Linked DNA regions of Sus scrofa: regions 1 and 3 are each linked to region 2. Evidence: chromatin contacts called from public HiChIP or PLAC-seq and promoter capture Hi-C data. All regions are on one chromosome and are shown on one strand. The core of a region is the stretch at or near the end of the contact, and the rest is flanking DNA. Distances in the headings are between cores, read along the strand shown.

What was found. Promoter capture Hi-C pulls out the DNA fragments that hold promoters and counts their contacts. HiChIP or PLAC-seq counts read pairs in DNA pulled down with a chosen protein or histone mark.
Region 1: a promoter capture Hi-C map of liver shows a contact between it and region 2, with 2.5 times the contacts expected there. The contact joins the promoter of ZBTB41 here to the promoter of FBXO28 in region 2. A contact is called at or near these places in 1 of 5 promoter capture datasets (liver), 1 of 47 Hi-C or Micro-C datasets (heart right ventricle) and 1 of 2 datasets of contacts at active chromatin or transcription factors (alveolar macrophages).
Region 3: a contact with region 2 is called in an H3K27ac HiChIP or PLAC-seq map of alveolar macrophages. The contact joins the promoter of CAPN2 here to the promoter of FBXO28 in region 2. A contact is called at or near these places in 1 of 47 Hi-C or Micro-C datasets (skeletal muscle) and 2 of 2 datasets of contacts at active chromatin or transcription factors (alveolar macrophages and skeletal muscle).

The regions. Positions count from the first base shown.
Region 1 is chr10:20,087,639-20,091,498 of Sscrofa11.1, reverse strand. ZBTB41 (zinc finger and BTB domain-containing protein 41) reads left to right here and starts at 1,554. Exons shown (of 11, transcript XM_021064480.1): 1 at 1,554-1,720; 2 at 2,333-3,569. The coding sequence starts at 2,450.
Region 2 is chr10:19,934,955-19,939,111 of Sscrofa11.1, reverse strand. FBXO28 (F-box only protein 28) reads right to left here and starts at 2,895. Exons shown (of 6, transcript XM_003130584.6): 1 at 2,703-2,895; 2 at 2,576-2,700. The coding sequence starts at 2,841.
Region 3 is chr10:19,756,999-19,760,901 of Sscrofa11.1, reverse strand. It overlaps CAPN2 (calpain 2), which reads right to left and starts at 2,078. Exons shown (of 21, transcript NM_001100188.1): 1 at 1,731-2,078. The coding sequence starts at 1,967.

The sequences.
Region 1 (3,860 bases), core at 305-2,804, 150 kb before region 2:
AAAGCTCCGTCTTTGCTCTTAAGATGTTCAACGGATTGGATGAAGTCTAAAGGATTCTTTGCTCCACCAAACTTATTTATTTATTTACTTACTTATTTATTGCCATCCATGGAATATGGAAGTTCCAGGACCAGGGACTGAATAAGCACCACAGCAGCGACCCAAGCCACTTCCCTGACAACACAGGATCCTTAACCCCAGTTGACCACAGGGGAACTCCTCCTCGACCAAACTTGAATCAGATGCCTCCAAATTTCCTTCTCAATTAGGCTCTGACTTTTGCGCTTCTGTGTTTGTCTCTGCATTCCTCAACTTTAGCAAGAATCCTGATAAGTCAGTTTAGCCAGACTTCCCCTCCACCATAGCTGACATCTGGCTCCTCATCCCCTCCCACCTGCCTTCAGCAGGAACCCTGTTAGGTAAATTTAGCCAGAATCCCCCTCTTACAACTCTTTGTTTTCTGTTAGCCATTTTCCATCCACCGAACATCACCAGCCACCCCCTGAGTCCCTGCCCCTGGGTGATAAATCCCCACTTTCCTTTGTCTGGAATTAAACCCAATCTCTCTCCCCTAATACAAAACCCCACTGTAGGAGAAACCCCTGAATAAAGCTTGTCTTACCTTCTTCAACAAGTGTCAGTTTTGTCTTTTTAGGGCCACACCTGCTGCACATAGAGGTTCCCAGGCGAGCTGCAGCTGCGACCTACACCACAGCCCACAGCAACGTCAGATCCTGAACCCACTGAGCAAGGCCACGAGGATGGAACCCGCGTTCTCATGGATGCTAGTCAGATTCCTTTCCGCTGAGCCATGTAGGGAACTCCAGAAACACTTTTTTCTAACAGGTCTATCCACAGGGGAACCGGGAATGGGTCCACCAGTCTGGTCACCCACCCTATTAGGTTTCAGCCTCTGTCTTATTTTCCTCGTGTCTGTAAAACCACACGACTGGCACCTCGCTGCTGAATATGTAGTGCGCAGAAAAGCAAGATCACCATCACCTGGGGCTGTGTCAGAAACGCACAATCTTGGGAACTGGCTCCAAAACTTATCCGGGTGGGGTTTTTTGTTTGTTTTGACTTTCTCTCCTGACACCTTCATACTTATGTGTACATTTTTCAATGTTTTCTGTGGACAGTAAGACGTTAAATCATTTCTGGAGCAATTGCGTTGGCTGTTTAAAGCGGAAAAGGGAGGTCGAGCTGGGTTCTTCGGACGCCAAGCAGAGTCTGCGGGGCCGGGCTCCATCTGCTGCGGAGGGCTGCCCGCTCGCCAAAGGCCAACGCGGTGAGGACGCGCTCCGCTAAGGGTTGGGGGTGCTTCTGCCGCTTCTTACCAAACCCCGCCCCAGTCCCCCGACCCCAGCCCCCACACCACTTCCCGCACCACCCCGACCACCGCGAAAACCCGGACTAATAGCCTCCCAGCGCTGCCGGGGTCGCCCCGGGGCACGGGGGGGCCGGGGACCCACAGAGCATGCGCGAGGAGGGGCGCGCGCACATGCGCATTGGCCGGCGCAGGGCCGTTCGGTGTTGTCCTGGCGGCCGCGAGGCTGCGCGCGCGGTTGACGTGTTCGGTGGCTGCTGCGGCGGCGGCGGGGCTGGGAGGGGAAGGGCGGGCGGGGCGGGGGGCTGAACCCGGAAGTGGGTCGGCGCCGGGGCGAGCGCGCCCGGAGTGGAGCTCGGCGGCCGGGATCCAGCGGGGAGCCCTCGGTTCCCGGTAATGGATGAGCGGCGTGTCCGCTCGGGGAGCGGGTGGGCAGGGCGGCAGGTCACCCGCGGCCGGCGCGGTCTCCGCCCAGAGGGGCCTGCGGAGGCTCTGCTCCGGCGGCCGTCCCCCTGGGTGACCCGGCTCTCTCCGCGTCCCTCCCGGGGCCGTCCCACCAGGCGCCTCCGGCCTTTGGACGCACGCCGTCCGGGAGGAGGTACGCCTTGCTGCCCGGGGGAAGCGTGTTTCTGGGGGATGTGGATTCCGCCGCCGCGACGGCCTTATTGTCACCGTCCCGGCGCCTCTGCATCGCGAAGGTTGCCCGCTCCACCTGCGCCCTCGGCGGTCTCGGGGAGCCTCCCCCTTTGCTCTCTTTCCCCCTAGCCGTGTTCGCGAATCGGGCCTTCAAGGTGTGTTCTGCTGCCTTTAAAATTATTCTTTTGTTGGCTGTCTTTTCTATTCGGCCCTCCTTGTTCTCCGCCCTAAAATCTTAGCCACGAATGAAGTGGCAACGGTGACTTTATCATCGTCGAGTTATCAGGACGGATTTGTTGACAGTGCCGCAAATGATGTAGGATCGCTTGGCCATGGAGTTATTTTACGTGGTTCTTACTCTTTTCGCAGACCATGCACCCCTCGGGCACGCCCCTCCAGAAGCCGTTATCTAAGACAATCTAGTTTTCCTTTGTAAATCCCTCAAGACACTTATGAAGTTTCTTGTTCTGAAATTGCTGTACTGCAATGAAGAAAAGGAGAAAGGTTACTTCACATCTTGAGAAGATCCATCTAGGCTATCATAAAGATTCTTCAGATGGAAATGTGGCAGCGGAGTGTGAGCAAATAACCTGTACTCATTCCACAGAAAGACCAGCTCCTGACACTCTTCGCTGTTATCAGGAACTTCCTCCCTCTCCGGATCAGAGAACACTTTTGAGTTCTTTGCAGTACAATAAGAATTTGCTGAAGTATTTAAATGACGATAGGCAGAAGCAGCCGTCTTTCTGCGACTTGCTTATCATAGTAGAAGGAAAAGAATTTAGTGCCCATAAAGTTGTTGTTGCTGTTGGCAGTAGTTATTTTCATGCGTGTTTGAGCAAAAATCCAAGCGCTGATGTTGTCACCCTGGATCATGTAACACACTCAGTTTTTCAGCATTTGCTTGAATTTCTTTACACATCAGAATTTTTTGTGTACAAATATGAAATCCCTCTTGTTTTAGAGGCTGCAAAATTTCTGGATATTATAGATGCAGTTAAGCTGCTGAATAATGAAAATGTTGCCACTTTTCAGTCTGAGCTAACTGAAAAGTCATCACCGGAAGAAACACTCAGTGAATTAACTGGAAGACTATCAAATAATCATCAGTGTAAATTCTGTAGTAGACATTTTTGTTACAAGAAGTCTTTAGAGAATCATTTGGCGAAAACCCATAGGTCCCTTTTATTAGGGAAAAAACATGGGTTAAAAATGCTGGAAAGAGGTTTTTCTGCAAGAAGACCAAAACGGAATCGGAAGTGCCCTGTTAAGTTTGACGACACCAGTGATGATGAACAGGAAAGTGGTGATGGGTCCGACAATTTGAATCAAGACCATTTTGATAAGGAAAAGTCAGATAGAAATGATTCTGAGGATCCTGGAAGTGAATATAATGCTGAAGAAGATGAGCTAGAAGAGGAGATGTCAGATGAATACTCTGACATTGAAGAACAGAGTGAAAAAGATCAGAATGATGCCGAAGAGGAGCCTGAAGCTGGTGATTCTGTAGGGAGCATTCATGAGGGGTTAACCCCTGTAGTCATTCAGAACAGTAACAAAAAAATTTTGCAGTGCCCCAAATGTGATAAGACATTTGACCGCATAGGTAAGAAAAAGCTTGTTTCCTCTCTCTAATAACTGACTTTTCGTGGATATTTTAAAGGTGATAATAAAAAACGAAACTTCAAAAGTAACTTTTAAAAAGAAAACTTAAACGGGCAGGGTATTTGATTTTTGATATGTATTTTATCCTGCTATTTTATATTTGTGACTCAGGAACTAAGTGTTTTTATTCCCCTTTATTTTGTCTTCCTCCTGGCCTGGTAGTGGGTGACAGATCATTAGTTCATGTACTTAGTATGAAAAATTCCAGAGTATCAGTAATGACTTACGTAGA
Region 2 (4,157 bases), core at 1,646-4,145:
TTTTGGATAACCAAGATTTCCAGATTCTGGGTACATTTTTGGAGCAATGGCAGAAAAAATAATACAAAATCCAATTTAATAAGGCATTTGGACAGTCCCTTGGAAACGGCTAGCCCAGAGAGTCAAATTTCAATTATTCATGGCAAGAGGAAGCAAAGACTATCATCAACTACAGTGCACAAATAATGAGAAAACATTATTTTAGCAATTTCAACTTAGAGCAAATCTTTTAAAGAAAATATAGAGAAGTACAACAGATTGTGCAGCTACCCTCTAATTTAGGTGCTAACAACAGATTGAAGTCCTAATGAGGCAAGTAAACTGGGAAGGAAGAAAAAAGAAACACCTGAAAATACAAAACCTAGCTCATCAACCACCAAATTGCTGACATGTGGCTTTATGGAAACCAAGTCTGTTCCTTATTAATATCACTCTCTTCCAAGTACATCCAACCTTAACTCCCCTCAAAAAGACTTATTAACAATAAAAAGAAACTACATGATGTATATGCTGGATAGCAGCATACACACTGCTACTGATTTTTTTGGCAAACGAAACAAATACATTCTTTAGGTATAAATTAGATGGCCACTTAAATTAGAAAAGGCATGTAAAATACCTACCAGGCACCATCTCTAGACTGCCAAATTCATTAAAAGATCATAATTAAATTAATGCTGACATCTAGTGGCAAGAATCTTTCATGGTACTTGAACTGTATCTCAAACCAATGAATTTAAAAACAAAAGACAGTTCCAAATTCCCCCCTTCTCCCGAGTATCCATTTAAGATTCATCTATTAATTTTAAGTTAAAAAAAGGAATAAATAGCTCCCCATTACTAAAGCAGGGGGGAAAAAACATCTTTAAGATGTAAAAATGGCAGCTGAATCTCTGTGGGGGGGGTGGGAATGGAGGGGTGATAAGGGACTTGTGAAAAAAATCTTTGTTTGAAACAACAAATGTGTATTTTTAAAATGCTAAAATAGGTAAGTGTTTAAAATTAAGAATGCAACTGATTATTTCACTTGAAGGAGATGCTGTTTACTAACAAATTGCAGGATGTGTTTTAACTCTGTCCCCTAGGATAGGCTGGTTTACCCCCTTTAAAAATGTATTTACTTTTTAAAAAAGTAAAATGACTAACATATGAACGAAAACCCCACAGTTTTCAACACTGTGAACATTCCAAGCTTTACAAAGCCATTGTTTGGCTGAAAGCCTCGATTCAATCAAATTATGCCCAATTTCCAGACACCATGAATATACACCACAAATTTTGATCAAACCTATCATCCTTTACATGAATTTGAAGGAATATTAAGATTCTACAAGAAATCCTAGGATGACATGGTTTGGAAATTACAATCATTTTTCCATCCTGCAAACTGGCTGTGTTGACAAGAAAAAAAAATTGCCCGCCGGCTTGAATCAATATGTCTAAGCTTTCTTTAAAAAATAAGTACACTTTTATCTCAAAAATACAATTATAATCAATTTTAAACTGAAGGAGTAATCCTAAAATATGGCATATTGATTATTAAGAAAATGCTATACACAGCACATTCAGAAATATGTCTTTGTCCTCCTAAAAACAACCTCAACCACAGATTTAGCTTCCACACGGCATCGGTTTGCAAATCATTTCAAAATGTCCACCTCCTTCAATTTCCTTATCACTTAAAGATAAATTCACTGAAAGGAAGCAAAACATCTGACTGAACTGAGATATTCATCAAACCTTCAGTCAAACCTCTGGAGTGAAGCAAAATCCCAAAGGCAAATTCATTATTTTCATAAATCATAGACCGAACTCTGTGATTTTAAGGTCTAAAACCTCTCCTAAAGCTGGCGAGTGGGAGTGAAGCACTCGTTAGAAAAAGAACTGCAAGAAAAAAAGACAGCCGTCTCAGGGAGCAAGTTGCTTCACCCTGGCTGCGAAGTGTCAGGGGCGAGGCAAAGCCGGAATAGTAACTGCTCAAGGCTCTACTTTATTGGTCAACTAGGGCGCTGGGTCTGAGGCTGCGGAGACGCGTTCTAATTCCTCCAAACCGCTCCCGGCTTTTGGGAGGACTGACCGACTTTATTTTCTGCAACAAGGCAACTTGGGTGGTTGGGGAACAATGCGTTATTCTCGCAGACAAGCCAAACCTGGCTGGGATAACCTGGCCTACTTCGGAGTTCTGGCTCCCAGCGCCTGCCCGAGGCTGGAAGGTGACACACAAAAGGCAGGTGGCGAGACCCCCTCCGGTGTCCCCGCTCAGGCCTGGCGGAGGTGGGAAGCCCAGCTCTCGCTACCTCCCCGCCCGCGGCCCCGCTTCCGGGTGGGGGGCACCGAGCCCTCCACGGCCAAGATCACGCCGGCAGTCGCCCCCGGCCCGAAGCCAGGGCGCAATCCGGGCGGGCCTCGCGAACTGGCCCGAGAGACTGGGGGGCAGGCAGGAGGGGCACGCTCGGGACCCTGGCGCCCGCCGCAGCTCGCTGGGGGCTCCCTCCCCGGGAACGCTCTTTCCTCTGGAGCCCTCCCAGACCTCGGCCCGGCGGAGAGGGCGGCTGGGGTCCCGCGGGGGCCTCACCAGGCGGAGCTGGCTAATTTCGTCGTAGGACATGAAGCTGAGGATGTTCTCGATGGCTACGATGGGCAGCGCCACCAGCGTGTTGTTTTGAGGCAGCTGGTCCGGAGCCAGCGCCGGGGCTGGGGCACCTGGGATCCCGGTTGCGGGAGCTGGGGCGGGGGCGGTGGGGGCAGTCGCTGGGTGCAGCCGATAGCCGAAGAGGAGCCGCCGTCGCCGTGGCCGCCGCCTCCTTCCTCAGCCATCCGCTCCTCCGACGCCGCCGCCATCTTTGGGGTTTGAGTCCTTCCCCCACTGCAAGGGGGAACAGGGACACTTCCGGTGCGTCACTTCCTCCTCTGGAGCGGCAGGGGCGGGGCACCTGGAGGAGGGGGCGGAGCCTACGGGTGACAGGCGGAGACGGAAGGTGCTGCTTGTTCAAGTGGAAAGGAGAGATCTAAGATTGGGAACGGCTTGAGGGCTAGGGAACCGTGCAATTTTCTTAAAGTGCTTTTCTGACAAAGGAGAGACAAATGTTAACTAGTAAGTGTAGACTGGACAAGGTAGAGAGTCATCATTTCTCAAGAAGCATAATAGTAATTGATTTAGGCAAAAGAGAATGAGGGATTGATTAAAACTACCGCATGAATGAAACTTGAAAACATGTTAAAGAAGCCAGACGCAGGAGTGCCTGGTGTCTCAGCAGTAATGAACCCAACTAGCATTCGTGAGGATGCAGCGCCGATCCCTGGCCTCGCTCAGTGGGTTAAGGATGCAGCATCGTTGTGAGCTGTGGTGTAGGTTGCAGAGAAGGCTGGGATCCCACGTTGTTGTAGCTGTCGTGTAGACTGGCAGCTACAACTCCAATTTGACCCCTAGCCTGGGAACTTCATGTGCGGCCATTTAAAAAAAAGAGAGAACAAGCCAGACACGAAGAACCACATATTGTAGGAATCTATTGATATGAAATGTTTCTGTAGTCCAGTCAATAAAGACAGAAAGTGGATTAGTGTTTTCCAGCGGCTGGAAAGAGCAGAGGAAAGGGTCCAGGGTTTTGTGCTGGGGTGATGAAAATGTTCTGGAATTAGATCCTAGTGATGGGTGTACAACGCTGTGGATACTAAAAACCACTGAATTATACACTTTAAAATAGTGAATTTTAGAAGTTTCCATCATGCTCAGTGGAGACGACTAGTATCCATGAGGACACAGGTTTGATCCCTGGCCTCGCTTAGTGGGTTAAGGATCCAGTGTTGCCATGAGCTGTGGTGTAGGTCGCAGCCAAGGCTCAGATCTGGCATTGCTGTGATCTAGGCTGGCAGTAACAGCTCCAGTTCGACCCCTAGCCTGGGGACCTACATATGCCACAGGTGCGGCCCTAAAAAGACAAAATTTTTTTTAAAAAGTGAATTTTATAATATGTGAATTATATCTCATTTTAGAAATTGATTTAGGCAAGAATCATCAAAAGACGCTAACAATGGAAAGTAATGGTGTGGTGTGGAATATAATATTTACATAGTCTCAGAATAATCCCCATGAATTTCCTATCAATTACAAAATAAAAAAAGGTGTTTACAATAGAGAAATTTGGTAGACACCACCA
Region 3 (3,903 bases), core at 829-3,328, 180 kb after region 2:
CAGCCCCTAAAGCCTTCAGAGTCAGAGACCACATGCCCTGGTGCTGGGCATACAGTAGGTGTTCAATATATGCTTAGTGACTGCATGAAAAAATAGGCAAAGAAGTATGTAAATTCACTTCGTAAACAGTAAAGTGCTATGCAAATGTAAGGTGAATACATTCTCTCTCGTGTACCACTTTCGCAGCCATCATTTTGTTCGAGGTTCATTACAATCTTGCATTCATTCATTCCACAAATACTCAGTCTCTTTGGTCACAGATCTATCCCCGGCATTTCAGACAGTACCTGACATATAACAGGCACTCAATAAATACTGTTAAGTGAAGGAATGAATGGTGGATGGATGCCTACTGTGAACGCACTGGGGATATATTGGTGAATAATACATGGTCCCTGACGTTCAGCAGGAAAGACAAGCAAATATATATGTAACTATATTTGCAAATTGTGAACATGCTCTGAATTAGCGGGGCTGAGTGATAAGGAATAACTAGATGGTAAGGAGACTGCTAAGAATGGTCAGGAGATATCTCTTTGGGGAGGGAACATCTGACTCAATCCCCAAAAAATGAGTGAGCCAGCCTCCAGAAAGTGGGAAAAGAACATCCCTGACAGGTGAGGCAGGAGAGAGCTGGTGCCCTTGAGAAATAAAAAGGTGCTGAGCCTGGTGAACGAGTGACGAGAGGAAACCTCAGGCATCACTTCTCTTTTTAGATGAAGAAAGGAGCTAGAGGGGTTAAATGGCTCACACCCATTAGCAAGAAATAAAGTCAGCTGCCCCCCCCCCCCTCCGGCCATGAACACTTCCTACTGCACTTGCTGCCTAGGCAGTGGGTTTAGGGTTACAGCGGGTGACTGGGGGCTCAGAGCCTAAGCAGGACAGGGATGCTTCTTTTCATCACACGAGTCTTGATCTCTCAGGAGGCCTCTTAGAGGTTGGGAAGGGGAAGCCTGGCCAGGTGCCCATAGTTGGTGGGACCAGCAGGGGTTCCACTGGAAACGGGATGGATAAATTGATCCTGCCAGGGCAAGGGGGGACAGAGGCCGGATGGGGGTGGGAGGGATAACGGAGCTCGGAGGGGCCCCTGAGATTCCGGGGGCGGGGGGGGGGGGGTTCTGGGACAGAACTGGCTCCAGGCTGCAGTGTTTTCCCCGTCCTTTGCTCATCACCGCGGTAAAAGTTAAGGGGAGGTCCCGCGGGCTCCCATTTGGAAAACAGGAAATTCTGACTGGAGAAATCTACCCATCGCGACAAGAGACAGTCCTCAGTCACAAAGGCCCAGGCCGTGCGTGGCTTCGCCCCCTCCCTGAAGTAGACTTGAACCGAGTTAGTAACCGACTTTCCCGGGTTAGGTCTTGCACAGCCGCCCCCCACCCCCCGCGCTTTCTCTGCAGACTCTCCTCCCCACCTCCCACCACCTCCCCACTGGAGTCTGAGAAGTTTCCTGCGGGACCCCCTAGGTCAGCCGAGTTTTTGTGAGTTTTTGCTGGCGGGCCTGCTAGTGGGATCTGAGGGCAGCGTGCGCCTCGGCCTGTCCTGCAGGCGCCTGGGTGGCCGAGGGGACGCGGGCGACAGCGCGCCTGCAGAGTCCCGGGCTGGGCTCCGGGCCGCGGGGGCCGGCTCCCCGCGCCCCGGGCCCTGGGTTTGGCCAGCCAAGAGGCCTAGGCGCCGCGCCTCTGGGCCCCGCGCCCCGTCCGCCCGCATCCCGCCGCGGGCGCAATCCCTACCGTGGGCCGCTTCCACTCGATGCCCCGGGTCTTGCCGGAGTACGGACCCAACTCCTTGAAGCCCAGGGAAGACGGGAGGGCCGGGAAGGAGGGGTCCTGGAAGAGCGCCCCGGCCTCCAGGCACTGGTCCCGCAGCTCCGCATAGTCCTGGTTGAGGTACTTGACCGCCCTCTCGTGCGAGCCCAGTCCCTCGGCCGCCTCCCGGTCTTTAGCCAACTTGGCCGCGATGCCCGCCATGGTCGGTGCGGCGCCCGCGCTGCCGCCCAGGGAACGAGCGAGGGTCTCGGCTGCTGTGCTGTGCGGCGCTCGGCAGGGGCGCGGCCAGGACCCGGCGCGCTGCAGCGGGAGTGCCGGCGGCCGCCGCGGGCGGTGATTCACCCGGGCGGGAAGCGCCCTCCGCCCGGCGGGGCGTGGCCTGGCCGCTCCCGGCCTGCGCTGCTCCGCGCCCGGGCCCTCGTCGGCCCGCGGCCTGCAAGGCGCCGGCCGGCCGGCCGACCCACGGGGCCGGTGCCGCCATCTGCGGACGGCGCCCGGAATGGCCCAGCCGGCCTGCGCTGCGCGCTCGGGCCGCCGGTGGAAGAGTCGGGCCTCGAACCCAACCCGAGCTGACTTCCCGCTTGCTGGGGTGGAAGGCTGGGCGAAACCCCAGCCCTAGGCCGTCGTGACTTTCCAGGAAACACCCTGTGAGTCAGAAGATCGGGGACAGAGCTCCAGGAGACAAAATTAGCTCTGTAAGAAGCTAATGAAGAAGGAAGAAGTCCCTCCGCTATAGTCCCCATTTTACGGATTTGAAAACTGAGCATCAGAGGGGTTAAGTGACATCTCCAGTGTCGCACAACTAATCAGAGGCAGAACAGGGATTCTAAGTCACCAGCCGTGTGTTATAATCACGCTGCTGCACACTGTTTTTGGTGAACCCCATGATCGCTGGTAGGCTTGCCAATTTGGCAAATAAAAACACACCCTCCCAGTTAAATTTGAATTTCAGTGACCACCAATGATCTTCTGGTATAAGTATGTCCCAGCTATATCATGGGGGTATATTTAAATTAAAAAATTATTCCTTATGTGGGGGAGCAAACTTTCCCACCCCAAATTTCACTTTGCCATGAGTTGGAAACCATCAAGGCCCAGAAGACTCAGGAAGAGGCTTGTACATTCCAGGTAAGAGCCTCAAGAATTTAGATAAAAGGGGCTGTTCCCAGAACAGAGCCATCACCAGAGAGCTCTGCAAATAATCAGGGCTCCATGTGGTGGTGGTGGAGGGAGTGAGGTGGGGGAAACTCAGCAAGGCCTAGAGATCAGATTTCTCCTTGTGTCCCATTGTCTCTACCAGGCCAGCTGACATTTGTTACCAAACATTTGCTTTTCCATCCTCAAGTCAATTGCCCTCCTCCCCTTTGAAGTCCCAACCCTCTATGACCAACTTCTTTTGTCTTTAGCTGAAGACGGTATTTAAAGAGAGGGCTTTAACCATTTTGGAGAATTCCTCAGTTTTATTGGGTCTCCCCAGGTGTACGTGTTATTAAACTTTCATTTGATTCCCCCCCCTTTCTTTTTTGGCTGCCCAGCAGCATGTGGCATTCCCAGGCCAGGGATCACATCCAAGCCACAGTTGCAACCCACATCACAGCTGCAGCAAGTTGGGATCTTTAACCCACTGTGCAGGATTGGGGAGCGAACCTGCAACCAAGGACTCCAGAGACTTTGCCAATCCTCTTGCACCACACCGGGAATTCCTGATTTTCTTCCGTTAAAGTGTCTCATGTCAACTTAATTTGTTTTTTTTTTTCAGGGCTGCACCGGGGCATATGGAAGTTCCCAGGCTAGGGGTCGAATCAGAGCTGCAGCTGCTGGCTTATGCCAGAGCCACAGCAAGATGGGATCCAAGCTGAGTCTGACCTACACTACAGCTCACAGCAACGCCGGATCCTTAACCCACTGAGCGAGGCCAGGGATCAAACCCGCAACCTCATGGTTCCTAGTCAGATTCATTTCTGCTGTGCCACGACAGGAACTTCTCAACCTAATTCTTAAACCAGTCAGAAGACTCTAGAATGGAAGAGGAAAATTTCTTCTTCCCCAATAGCTATTTATCTGAAACTCACATTTCACTGGGAACCTTGAGTCCATACTGGTAGAGCATTTAGAACGATGCCTGTGCGAGGGGCCA